Regions from separate parts of the Sus scrofa genome. Here region 1 is linked to region 2. The links are chromatin contacts, called in public HiChIP or PLAC-seq maps. All regions are on one chromosome and are shown on one strand. The core of a region is the stretch at or near the end of the contact, and the rest is flanking DNA. Distances in the headings are between cores, read along the strand shown.

Region 1 (6,213 bases), core at 3,690-6,189, 330 kb before region 2:
CTCTTAAATATCTTGATACTAGGATTTGGATGACTTTAACAGTAGGCACAAATAGTGACTGGTATAAAATTGAATACTTTTTTAAAATTTAAAGTTACAGTTATGGAGCTCCCGTTGTGGCTCAGAGGTAACGAACCCTACTAGCATCCACAAGGATTCAGGTTCAGTCTTAGCCTTGCTCAGTGAGTTAAGCATCTGGCATTGCCATGAGCTGGTGTAGGTTATAGACGCAGCTCGGATCCTGCATTGCTGTGGCTGTGGTATAGGCCAGCAGCTGCAGCTCTGACTCAACCCCTAGTCTGGGACCTTCCATATGCCAAGGGTGCGGCCTTAAAAAGACCAAAAAAAAAAAAAAAAAAGTTACAGTTATAATTTAGCAAATAGTCATCCTTACCATGTCCTCTGAGCGTAATTACTGTGTGTGTTGAATAAATCCAAACCAGATTCTGGACTTGCAAAGCTGAAACCATAGGCCCTGGTGGTCTCTCCCTACCTAAGGACTGCTCACACTGGGAAGCCACATGAGGGCAGTCAGCATCCCTCTATTCTAGACTCAGCTATAACCACAATGTGATTTGTACACTTTTTTTTTTTTTTTTTTGGTCTTTTTGCCTTTTCTAGGGCCGCTTCCACAGCATATGGAGGTTCCCAGGCTAGGGGGCTAATCAGAGCTGTAGCCGCCAGCCTACACCAAAGCCACAGCAACGCGGATCCCAGCTGCGTCTGCAACTTACACCACAGCTCACAGCAACACCGGATCCTTAACCCACTGAGCAAGACCAGGGATAGAACCTGCAACCTCATGGTTCCTAGTTGGATTCGATAACTACTGTGCCACGACAGGAATTCCTGTACATATGTTTATGGTTTTTTGGGTTTTTTTGTTTTTTTGTCTTTTTGCCATTTCTTGGGCCGCTCCCCCGGCATATGGGAGGTTCCCAGGCTAGGGGTCTAATCGGAGCTGTAGCCGCCAGCCTACACCAGGGCCACAGCAACACAGGATCTGAGCCACGTCTGCGACCTACACCACAGCTCACGGCAACGCCGGATCGTTAACCCACTGAGCAAGGGCAGGGACCGAACCTGCAACCTCATGGTTCCTAGTCGGATTCGTTAACCACTGCGCCACAACTGGAACTCCCTGTACACATGTTTTTTTTTATTTGTATCCTCTTCCAGCCTAGGCCTTCAATGAAACCATGAACTGTGTCTTTCTTACCTCTGTATGTCTAGAGCCAAGTGATGTTTAGCAAATGTTCAAATTTGTATGGTGTCTGAATATTTAAATTAGAACCTTCATGGTCAAGGACTACACCGAACTGGGCCTAGACCTAATCTCATCTCCATGTTGCAACCAGGGTCATCTTTTTGGAATGGAGGTGAGATCATGTCACAAGCATCCATACACACACACCCCAGAAACTCTTTGATGATTTCCCCCACATCTCTTAAATGAAAGACTTAAGATCCTGGTAGCTCAGCAGGTTAAGGATCTGGCAGCTGTCACTGTTGTGCCTCTGGTTACTGCTGTGATGTGGGTTCCATCCTTGTCCCCAGAACTTCTACGTGAGGCAGGCGAGGCCAAAAATAAATAAATAAATAAATAAATAAATAAATAAAATTAAAGACTTAAATCTTTATCATAGTAAGTTAGGTGGAGTTCTTAATTCAAACAATAGAGCTCATTCTAGCCAGTTAAGCCGTAAAAGGAATTAACTAAAGCTGCTCTGTACAATAAACTTTCTAGGATCATAGGAAAGTTCTGTATCTAATCTGTCCAATAAGGTAGCCACTAGCATCATCTTGTTATCGAGCACTTGAGATGCAGCTTGTGCAACTGAAGAACTGAATTTTAAATTTTCTTTCATTTTAATTTATTTAAATTTAAATAGCCACACAGGGCTAAAGACTTCTCTATTGTACACTACAGGATTAAAGGATATCAAGAAATTCACATGGGCCAAAGAGTCAGACTTAGAGATCTATACAGCCAGAAACAGTGTCTAAACATCACTGAGGACTGCTCAGGGAGCACCCCAATGCCACTGAGTATAGACACAGCATCAGGGCATTGGACACAAGAATCTCCCCCATTGTCGTCCCCCAAACCAGATGCCACCAATGCTAGCATGTCAGATATGGATTCCACACTGTGCCTGTTTCCTCTGCTGTTTGCCTCTGAACAAAAGATCCTGCCTGATCAGAGCTCAGGTGATGGATGACGAAATTGCAAGTGAGGCTAGGAAGGACAGTTTCTGGATTCCACATCTTAGAGACAGTACTTTATCTGGGAAATTCTCCACACAAAGAAGATCTTTGATGCTGGATCTCCAAAGCATCGATCTCCAAAGAGTGTGACAGAAGTCTACTTAGCATGGTCTATAGCAGAGCCTTTTAAACTTTAATATGCAGATGAATCATCTGAGGATCTTGTTAAGATGCAGATTCTCAGAGTAGTGGCTCAGCGGAAACAAATCCAACCAGTATCCATGAGGATGCGGCCTCACTTACTGGGTCAGGGATCCAACATTGCTGTGAGCCGTGGTGTAGGTCATAGACACGGCTTGGATCTCGAGTTGCTGTGGAGCAGGCCAGGGGCTACAGCTCCAATGTGATCCCTAGCCTGGGAACTTACATTTGCCGAGGGTGCAGCCCTAAAAAGAAAAAAAAAATGCAGATTCTCAATCAGCAGGTCTGGAGGGAAGGAGGAAAAATATTCTGCAGCTCCAAGTTGCCAGATGTTGCCCACGTTGCTAATCCATAAACCACATGGGCGTAGCAAGAATTTATACAATCGTACAGGGTCTCATTCTCTAGATCTCTCCTTGTCTGTGCTTCAGACACGTTCTGAAAAATACTCTTTTTTTTTTTTTTCGGTCTTTTTGCATTTTCTAGGGTCACTCCCGGGGCATATGGAGGTTCCCAGGCTAGGGGTCTAATCGGAGCTATAGCTGCCGGTGTATACCAGAACCATAGAAACACCAGATCTGAGCCGCATCTGTAACCTACACCACAGCTCACAGCAACACTGGATCCTTAACCCACTGAGCAAGGCCAGGGATTGAACCCACAACCTCATGGTTCCTAGTTGGATTCGTTAACCACTGAGCCACAACGGGAACTCCTCTTTTTTTTTTGTTTTTTTAAATAACAACTTTAGGAGTTCCCTTATGGTGCATTGGGTTAAGGATCCCACGTTGTCACTGCAGTGGCTTGTGCCTCTGCTGTGGCTTGGGTTTGATCCCTGTCTCAGGAACTTTTGTATGCCATAGGCACAGCCAAAAACAAACAAACAAAAAGTTATTGAAATGTAATTCACACTCCATGAAATTCACCTTTTTGTCATGTGGCTGGTTCTCAGAGGCCTTGGCTTCTCTTGATTTGGCTGTTTCTGAGTTTGTTCGCCAACTCTCTTGTGAATTCTTTTTTTTTTTTAAATGAATTACACAATATACATTTTTTAAATAGATTTTTTACAAAGACTATATCATGTTACACATTTCTGGCTCTTATTTTTCTCGCCATTTACTTGCCTGTAGGTTCTCTGGGCTTCAGTGACCTCATCTGGAAAATGATGGTAGCACTTATAGGGTTATTATGAGAATTCACTGCGTTAAAATACATACAGCACTTAAAATAGCACTATATATGAGTGCTTGCTATTATCGTTATTATTTTCATTCCACAAAACCTATGTCAACCGCACTTGCTTGATTTCATTCTTTTTAATGGTTATGAACAGAATTTTGTGATGAAGAATGATGTATCCATTCATTCGACTTTTAGTGGGCGATTGCTTTGCTTCCATTTTTTGGTCACTAAAAAGCAACATTGCAGTAAACACCTTTGTATATATACCCTTACCTACATTTTTTTTTCTTACTCAGGGACGGATTCTCATGAATGGCATAGCTAGGTTAAAGAGTATGTGAGTGTGTGTACGGTTTTAAATTTCATTAAACGCCATATTGCTTTCTGAGAAGAGTGTGACAGATGCACAATTCCACCAGTAATGTATGGGTGTATAGTTTTTCCTTCAATCCCACCAACAGTTGATCTTTCTGCTCTTTTTAAATTTTCTCTTGTGAATTCTATGAGGCAGTAATATCCTTTCAATAATTTTCTCTTTGGAGTTTCCTTTGTGGCTCAGCGGTTAACGAATACGACTAGCATCCATGAGACCTCAGGTTCCATCCCTGGCCTTGCTCAGTGGTTTAAGGATCTGGCGTTGCCATGATCTGTGGTGTGGTCCCAGCCTAAATTTGGATCTTCGTGACGTGGCTGGGGCATAGGCCAGCAGCTATAGCTCTGATTGACCCCTAGCCTGGGAACCTCTATATGCCGCGGGTGTGACCCTAAGAAATTAAAAAAATAATAATAATAAATTTCCTCTTTTATAAATTAAAAATTATTGGTTTCAGTATTTTGCATTTAAGTATTTTGGTTTCAGTATTTTGCATTTAAGAACTCTGACAAATACATCTTCTGATCCACTTGCAGTTTTAATCTCGGGACAGGAGCATATGGGAAGCAACTAGGAGATCTCTAATCTTTCTCATGATGTTAGGGGGATCGACAAGTGTAAAAACATTGCTTCTGGGGTGTGTGAGTTTAATTACATATATATATCAAATTTACCGAGTTAAGTCACAAACTATCACATCTTTTTAAAGTAAACAACACAGTGATTCTTAGTATATCCAGAGTTTAGAAATCCTCATTTTATTTTGTTTTAAATAACTCCTTTCAAGAGTTTTTCCAGACGCAAGACTTTGAGCATATCTATACGTTATCTCCACTTTTAATGAGTCATTCTCCTAGCCTCTCAACTCTTTCAACTCACCCCTTCGCTCCTACTCCCCTCTCAGTCCCATCCCGGCACGAGGCCTCAATGATTGGTTGATGCCAAGTGACGTCCTCAGATCGCGACCCAGAAGCCGCGGCCACGTGGTTATGTGGCTGGGCGGCCGCTTGTGGCTCCCGGTTCTTAGGCAAGTGTGCTCCAACCTCCGGCGTCTCACCTTTGCCAGGACTTGGGGTGACCGCAGGGACCCCATGGCGGAAACACTCTCGACCCGGGCCGAGGCCGCGGGCGGGCTGGAGGCCCCGGCTCAGCAAAACGGAGTTGCGGGTGGCGAACCTAGGGAACCGCAAGAGAGCCTGGAGCCTGCGGGCCCTGGAGTGGAGCTGGCCCCGGGAGACGCGAAGCAGGCCTCCGAGATCGAGGAGCAGGCCCCGGTCGTAGCCCCCGGCCCAGGCAAGCGGAAGAAGCGGCGGGGCGCAACCGGAGAGCGTGTCGTGCCGCCCCCGAAGAAGCGACGGGCAGGGGTTAGCTTCAGCGATGAGCACTTTGCCGAGACCAGCTACTATTTCGAGGGCGGCCTGCGCAAAGTGCGGCCCTACTATTTTGACTTTCAGACTTACTGCAAAGGCCGCTGGGTGGGCCACAGCTTGCTGCACGTCTTCAGCACCGAGTTCCGAGCCCAGCCCCTGGCCTACTACGAGGCAGCGGTCAGGGCGGGCCGCCTGCACCTCAATGAGGAGCCCGTGAAGGACCTCAGCATTGTGCTCAAGGTGGAGTCTTGATGGGGCCTGCCCGGAAGCGGGCAAGGAAAGGGGCAAGGCTTTTTTCACAGTTACCAGGGCATAAGTATTGGGGTAAAATAGGGGTAATTCTGAAGCGTTCTCGTTTTCATTTGGAACACTCTTTTAGTGCCCATTTTTGCAAGTAGACAGCCTGTATGCTTCAGAACTCAGTCCACTTATCCCTTCTATCAAGGGGGCTTCTGTGTTGCCAGGAGTTGGAATTCTTATAGCTTCTTTTATGCAGCCTTGTGGCACTGGCCCAGATGACTTTCCACCTTGCATTGTAGATCTCTGTACAAATAGTAATAACGGAGACCATCATTTTTATTCCCTGACTCTGTGCTGGGCACAAAGTTAAGCATTTTATGTACTTTAACATTTAATTCTAATGACAGCCTTGTGGAGTGGATAATGCTGCCACCTCTTACCTGTTAGGAAGCTGAGGAAACTAAGGTAAACCTCACAGAGGTAAGGCAGCACTGCCACCTCCAATGCCTGTTTTCTTTTTTTGTTTGTTTTGTCTTTGTTTTTCAGGTGCGGCATATGGAAGTTCCCAGGCTAGGGGTCAGATCCAAGCCACCTCTGACCCACGCCACAGCTCGCAGCAATGCCAGATCCTTAACCTGC
Region 2 (6,477 bases), core at 2,750-5,249:
GGACACCATAACTAAAACAAAAAGACAACCCAAAGAATGGGATAAAATATTTGCAAATAGGAGTTCCCGTCGTGGCGCAGTGGTTAACGAATCCGACTAGGAACCATGAGGTTGCGGGTTCGGTCCCTGCCCTTGCTCAGTGGGTTAACGATCTGGCGTTGCCGTGAGCTGTGGTGTAGGTTGCAGACGCGGCTCGGATCCCGCGTTGCTGTGGCTCTGGCGTGGGCTGGTGGCTACAGCTCCGATTCGACCCCTAGCCTGGGAACCTCCATATGCCTCGGGAGCGGCCCAAGAAATGGCAAAAAGACCAAAAAAAAAAAAAAAAAATTGCAAATGAAGCAACTGGCAAGGGATTAATCTCCAAAATATACAAAAAAATAAATAAAAAAAACCCCAACCAACCCAATCAAAAAATGGGCAGAAGATATAAACAGACATTTCTCCAAAAACAGACAGATGGCCAAAAAGCACACAGTGGAGTTCATTTTATATGTATGCATATATAAATGATTAAAACCAATTAAATTTATAAACAAATTCCTAAATCTTCCATGCAAAAGAATCCCAAATGATTTGTACTTTACCATCGAGGAAGCATACACCGCTACTCCTTAAGCATAGGCTGTGTATGGTGACTTCCTTCCAAAGAGTACAGTCTGGAAAGGAGGGGAAGAGTAACTTCACAGTGGAAAAATCTGACAAACCTCAGTCAGGGGATCAAGCTCAACATTAATGGGAATTCCCTGGTGGCTCAATGGGTTAAGTATCCAGTGTTGTCACTGCTGGGGCTTGGGTAACTGCTGTGGGATGGATTTGATCCCTGGCCCCGGACCTTCTGAGTGCTGAGGCCAAAATAAAGGTCAACATCAACAGTGATAAGTTGAGTTGATGGTATGCACCCTTGATATGATATGATGATAAGGGTATTTTACCTCCCCAAACCCATAACCCCAGTCTAAAAAAAAAGACATCAAATTCCAATGGAAATCATCCTATCTGCCCAGTATTCCTCAAAACTGTCAAGGTCACCTAAGACAAGGGAGGTCTGAGAAACTGCCACAGTCAAGAACAGCCAAAGGAGACAAGACAACTAAATACAAGGTTTTATCGTGGATGGGATCCCAGAACAGAAGATATTAGGTTAAAAACTAAAGAAATCTGAATAAAGTACGGACTTTAGTTAATAATAATGTATCAATATTGGTTCATTAATTTTAACAAATGTACCACACTAATGGAAGATGTTCATAATAAGGGAAACTGGAAGTAAGGTTTAAGAAAACTTTTTACTATCATCTCACTTTTTTCTGTTAATGTAAAACCATCCTAAGAAAGAAAGTCTTAAAAACCTAATTACTTACTTAAGTCAATTAAATCATTTCCTTTTGGTCTGGGTCTTCATTCAGACAACAATTACCACTACAGTTAACTTTTGTTGAGCATTTTCTAGGTGCGGGCAAGGGCTCAGAGTGACTTGCAAAACAGCCTATATTATTCACAATACTACAAGGTCAAGTTTTCTTCTTTTACAAATTTAGAAACTGAAGCTTGAGAAAAGCTCATTCGTGCAATTGCTGAATTTTTATCAGTGAGTTAGTGAATACCCCACAGGTGCTGGGTCTCTTGGAATAAATGCCCTGCAGGGCCCTCAAGTTTTGTGGGCCCTTGTGACCTCTGTCCCACCCCTACCCAGCTCTTCCCCCTCCCAGACAAAGGTGTCACTATTCCATCTGCCAGGTCTCCCCAGAGCCATCCTGCACCCTTCCCCACAACCCCTCTCCCCACAATGTCTAACTTGACAATACACCCAGCGGCCTTTCCTCATTTATGTCTCCCCCGAGTCTTCCCAGTCTACTCTCTCTTTTCTGGGCTGGGCCCTCACCTCTTCTCCTCTGCTTCTGCCTCAGATCCCATTCTCTCTAATGCGGACTTCACCCAAGCCACCACAAATCTTTCCAGAACCCACATCAGATGGTTTCATCCCCAGTGAAAACTTTCTGATGGCCCATTCAATAGCTTTCACAATCTGGGCACAGCCAGTCCCATTTCTCCAACTGCCCTACTTCCCATGCTCCAGCTTTCCACCCAGCCCCCAAACATCACACTACTTGCAGGCCTTTGCTCTTGGTTTTCTTTTTTGCTTTTTAGGGCTGCACATGCAGGGTATGGAAGTTTCCAGGTGAGGGGTTTGAATCAGATCTACAGCTGCCAGCCTACACCATGGCCACAGCAACACTGGATCCGAGCCACACCTGCAGCCTACACTGCAGCTCACGGCAACTCTGGATCCTTAACCCACTGAGCGAGGGCAGGGATCAAACCCTCATCCTCATGGATACTAGTTGGGTTTGTTACTGTTGAGCACAACTAAAACTCCTGCTCTTGGTTTTCTTGAGGGCTGCCTAACACTTTCCCTTTTTTGCCCTTGAAAATCATATATGCACTTCAAGTCTTAGCACAAACCACCTGCTTTCATACAACAATCCTTTCTCTCCTTGGCTCAGCAGTCAGTCCTTGCCTGTCTCATGGCAATTACCACAGGAATTCTGAGGGGTAGGAGCTGGTGAAGCTCAATCTCCAGCTGCGAGTTCCCTAAGGCACCTCTGTATTCAGGTGCTCAGGAGTGTTTGAGTTATCCTCACAGTCAGCTTCTGTCATATCAAAGCAAAATGCCCACACTTCATATGTAAGTGCCAGTAAGTGATCAATACAAGATAAGCCACAGCATTTCTGAGAGAGAAGTTGTGGTCCAGGGAGTCTTCATGGAAGAGGTGGACTTGAGAGTGACTGTCAGATTAAAACCATATTTAGAGTTTACTGAGCACATGTTATTACAATGAGCTTTCACCTAGATCACCTCATTTACTCTTCAACACAGACCTAAGAGATAAGTATCATTATATCTATTTCTTTAGATGAGGAGACCAAAGCTAACAGCATCAAATATACACAGTGTCGGAGTTCCTGTTGTGGCGCAGTGGTTAACGAATCCGACTAGGAACCATGAGGTTGCGGGTTCGGTCCCTGCCCTTGCTCAGTGGGTTAATGATCTGGCGTTGCCGTGAGCTGTGGTGTAGGTTGCAGACGCAGCTCGGATCCCGAGTTGCTGTGGCTCTGGCGTAGGCCGGTGGCTACAGCTCCGATTCGACCCCTAGCCTGGGAACCTCCATATGCTGCGGGAGCGGCCCAAGAAATAGCAACAACAACAACAACAACAAAGACAAAAAGACCAAAAAAAAAAATATATATATATATATACACAGTGTCACAGCTAGTGAGTGGCTGGGCAGGAGTAAAGGCTGGTCTCTGGGAGTTCCTATCATGGCTCAGCAGAAATAAATCTGACTAGTATCCATGAGGACACAGGTTCAGCCCTGGCTTCAGTAGGTTAAGGGTCAGGCATAGCTGTGAACTGTGGTGTAGATCGCAGATGCGGCTCAGATCTGGTGTTGCTTTGGTTGTGGTTGAGGCATAGGCTGGCAGCTACAGCTCCGACTTGACCCCTAGCCTGAGAACCTCTATATGCCGTGAATGTGGCCCTAAAAAGATTAAAAAAAAAAAAAAAAAGGCTGGCCTCTGACTCTTACTTCAAAGACTGGCCTAACATTGAAGAAGGAGGATATGGGGGAAAACTGCTGTAATCAACCAACAGGGAGTATGAACTGAATCTGCAGCAGGCAAGCCCACTTAGGCCCCATCCCATATATCCCAGAGAGCAGTGGAACCAGGAGGGAGGCTCTGGGGACAGTGAGGAGGTGACTGGAAAGATTCTGAGTTCCTGAGACACCCCTTCTGTGCTAAACAGCTCCACGCAGGGAGGATACTTGCTCTGCAGCGTCCAGACCTGACCTAAGGATGCAGCTGTAGCCCTCTTCTCTTGCTTGCACTGGGGGCGTGAACAGTGTGTTTCACTATCCACTCTTCAGCGTTTGTTTGGATTTGAATATTGCCTCCTGGCTTCCTCCACTTCCTGGCCACGTGACCTTGGACAAATTGCTCCACCAGGTCGAATTTCAGTTTCTGCTTTTGTAATGTGGGGAAAGGAGCAGTGCCTACTTCTTAGCATTAGTGCGAGGGTAAGCTGAAATAACATTAAATATTAGAAACTTAGCATGGTGCTTGGCACATCGTCAGCACACTGTAAATGTACCTTTTCTGGTTATTTGACCTTTGTCTGGACCTATTTGTGTTTCCCTAATGCAGGTGATCTGAGATGGAGTTTTAAGTAAGGGCAGGGCAGTTCCCTGGCTGGGATTACTTTTCCCAGGCCAGAGACCTGCCTACCTCCCAGCTCGGCACCTTCCCTCCAGGGACCTAACCTGAGCGCAGCGCCCCTGGCGGCATAGACGGCGGGAGAAGCAAGACCCGGCCAGAGGGAAGTTATGTTTTACCGCAAATCAGACGGGCGGTGGGAGGGGCAGTCCAGGCCCAGAGAGCCTTCGGCAAGGGCTGGTGAGGGTTCACTCTCTAGGCCTGTCAGGGAAATTCAGCAAGTGTGGACTCTCCACACAATGCATGGTGCGCACCTGGGCTCTTTTGAGGGTAAAGGGGGCGCTCTTAGTCATAACTGGGGACTACCGATTAAAACCAGGAAAGGGTGACGCTGGTCAAGAGCCTTCCACTTTAGCAAGGTAGCAAAGTCAATGAGCCCCAGGAGAGAAAAGACTGCAGTATGGGTCGCCTAGGCAAATGGAAGAGAGAAACCCAGTGGCAGTAGCATCCGAACCTTCGCTGTTCTGCTGCTCTGGACTCCTCACCTACCTCCAAAGTCACTTGTCCCTCATTCCTGCCTGCTTTTCAGGTATTTGTTCCCTGCTCCTTCGTGCTGCCATAGCACTGTGACCACGTACCTGGCTACACGTCAGGAGCGAAGGGCATTTTTTATCTGTTCTGTTCTCTATGGTGCCGCCCCAGCCTGGAACAGTGTCTGACAGAGTGTGTGTCTGCTCACGTGAGAACGACTGAGCTTCGAACAAATCATCAATCGCTTTTCTGGTATTAATTATCTATTTACTGACCCATCGCCCCCGCTGGATTATGACCTTCAAGGACGGTGTTGTACTTACCTAAGTAACCCCAGCACCTAGCCCAAGGCCAGGCATAGAGTAAGGGCTCAACACCTTTTTGTTAAATGAGTGAATGGAAGCGGCCCACTACCTCTTAGCAGTGCTTCTTCGTCTTCTCTGTTGCTCCTCTTGTCTCCTCTGACACCAAGGAGCCACTACGGAGCAGGTTAGGTAGCACATGGCTTCCTGCGAGCCGGACCACCAGCTCTGCCACTTTCTGGAAGCCGGTGGGTCCCTGGATGTGGGAGAAGCCAGGAGTGTTTGCCTGTGCCTTGTGAAGGTAGGGTCAAGACGGCAATTAGATTGAGGAGGTTCTCCTGGGTAACTCGGACAACGGGCTGTTTAAAAAGATGGGAGCCGGAGCTGGACAGAGAGAGCCTGAGCGTTCTTCTCACGGAGGTAAGCCTGGGTGTGAAATGTGCTAGGGACTGGCTCCGAGGCTGGGGCTGGACTGCCCTGGGAGGGTCGGGGAAGGGGGCTGGGAAAGCCGGGATTGCCTCCCGGTGTCCAAATCCGGAACTGCAGCAGGGTCCAGGAGGGAGGGGCTTGTGTTCAGCAGGGCCCGCCCAGCAACCGGCTCTTCTCCCGCTGCAAGGCGTGCAGGCTCCCGCACAAGCAGAGGGCTCCCCTGGAGAGGGGATTAGGCCTTGGCCCCGCCCTTCCTCACTCCTCACCTCCTCCCAGTGGCCGGCCGGGCGACGTTCCTGCGCGAGCAAACATCGGCTTCTGAGAACCCGGAAGTTACGTTATAGGCGCGCGTCCTGGGGGCGGGAGTCAGCTGAGCTCCTCGGGCGAGGTTGGGATCACCTGAGAGTGATCGAAGGGAGCCGATGTTTTTTTAGGCGCGGGAGTTGGGTGCTGAATTGAGCCCCCTTCAAGGGGGGAGGGCTCCCTGGTCTTCTCGCTCTATAAGGCGAGAGCGAGAAGATCCATAGGATTTTAAAGAGGAGGAGCCGAATTACCAGGATCTGTCAGATCCAGATCGAAGCTGAGGAGTCGCAGCTTCCCATCTGGGGAGACGGGGATCCCTGTGGGGAGCCCTGTTGTAATCTCTGGGCCTGGGACGGAGGACCCAGCGGCCGGGCACCATGGCGTCTATCTTGGATGAATATGAGGACTCCCTGTCCCGCTCGGCCGTCTTGCAGCCCGGCTGCCCCAGCGTGGGCATCCCCCATTCGGGTAAGGAAAGTGAGGGCGCCGCTGCACCTCTCAGCTTTCCTGGCATCTGCAGGAGAGGGGCGGGGAGGGGGGCTCCAAGAGCTCGGGTTAGCCTCCCCGGACTTGCAGTAGGGATCTAGGCCCTAGATTCTCCTCAGGCTCTAATCTAGCGGGTGGATGGTCAAAGTTTGAAAGAGCAGCAAGAGCAGCCGCGTGATCTAGGCCCTGCCACTAGGGTCCTTATAAGAGGGAA

What was found. HiChIP or PLAC-seq counts read pairs in DNA pulled down with a chosen protein or histone mark.
Region 1: an H3K27ac HiChIP or PLAC-seq map of alveolar macrophages shows a contact between it and region 2. The contact joins the promoter of RPUSD2 here to the promoter of VPS18 in region 2. A contact is called at or near these places in 1 of 5 promoter capture datasets (liver) and 1 of 2 datasets of contacts at active chromatin or transcription factors (alveolar macrophages).

Annotation. Positions count from the first base shown.
Region 1 is chr1:130,745,700-130,751,912 of Sscrofa11.1, reverse strand. RPUSD2 (RNA pseudouridylate synthase domain-containing protein 2) reads left to right here and starts at 4,939. Exons shown (of 4, transcript XM_021097613.1): 1 at 4,939-5,574. The coding sequence starts at 4,954.
Region 2 is chr1:130,417,989-130,424,465 of Sscrofa11.1, reverse strand. VPS18 (vacuolar protein sorting-associated protein 18 homolog) reads left to right here and starts at 3,999. Exons shown (of 6, transcript XM_001929361.4): 1 at 3,999-4,076; 2 at 4,204-6,245. The coding sequence starts at 6,155. It overlaps LOC106509024 (a long non-coding RNA gene), which reads right to left and starts at 5,278. Exons shown (of 2, transcript XR_001306223.2): 1 at 5,158-5,278.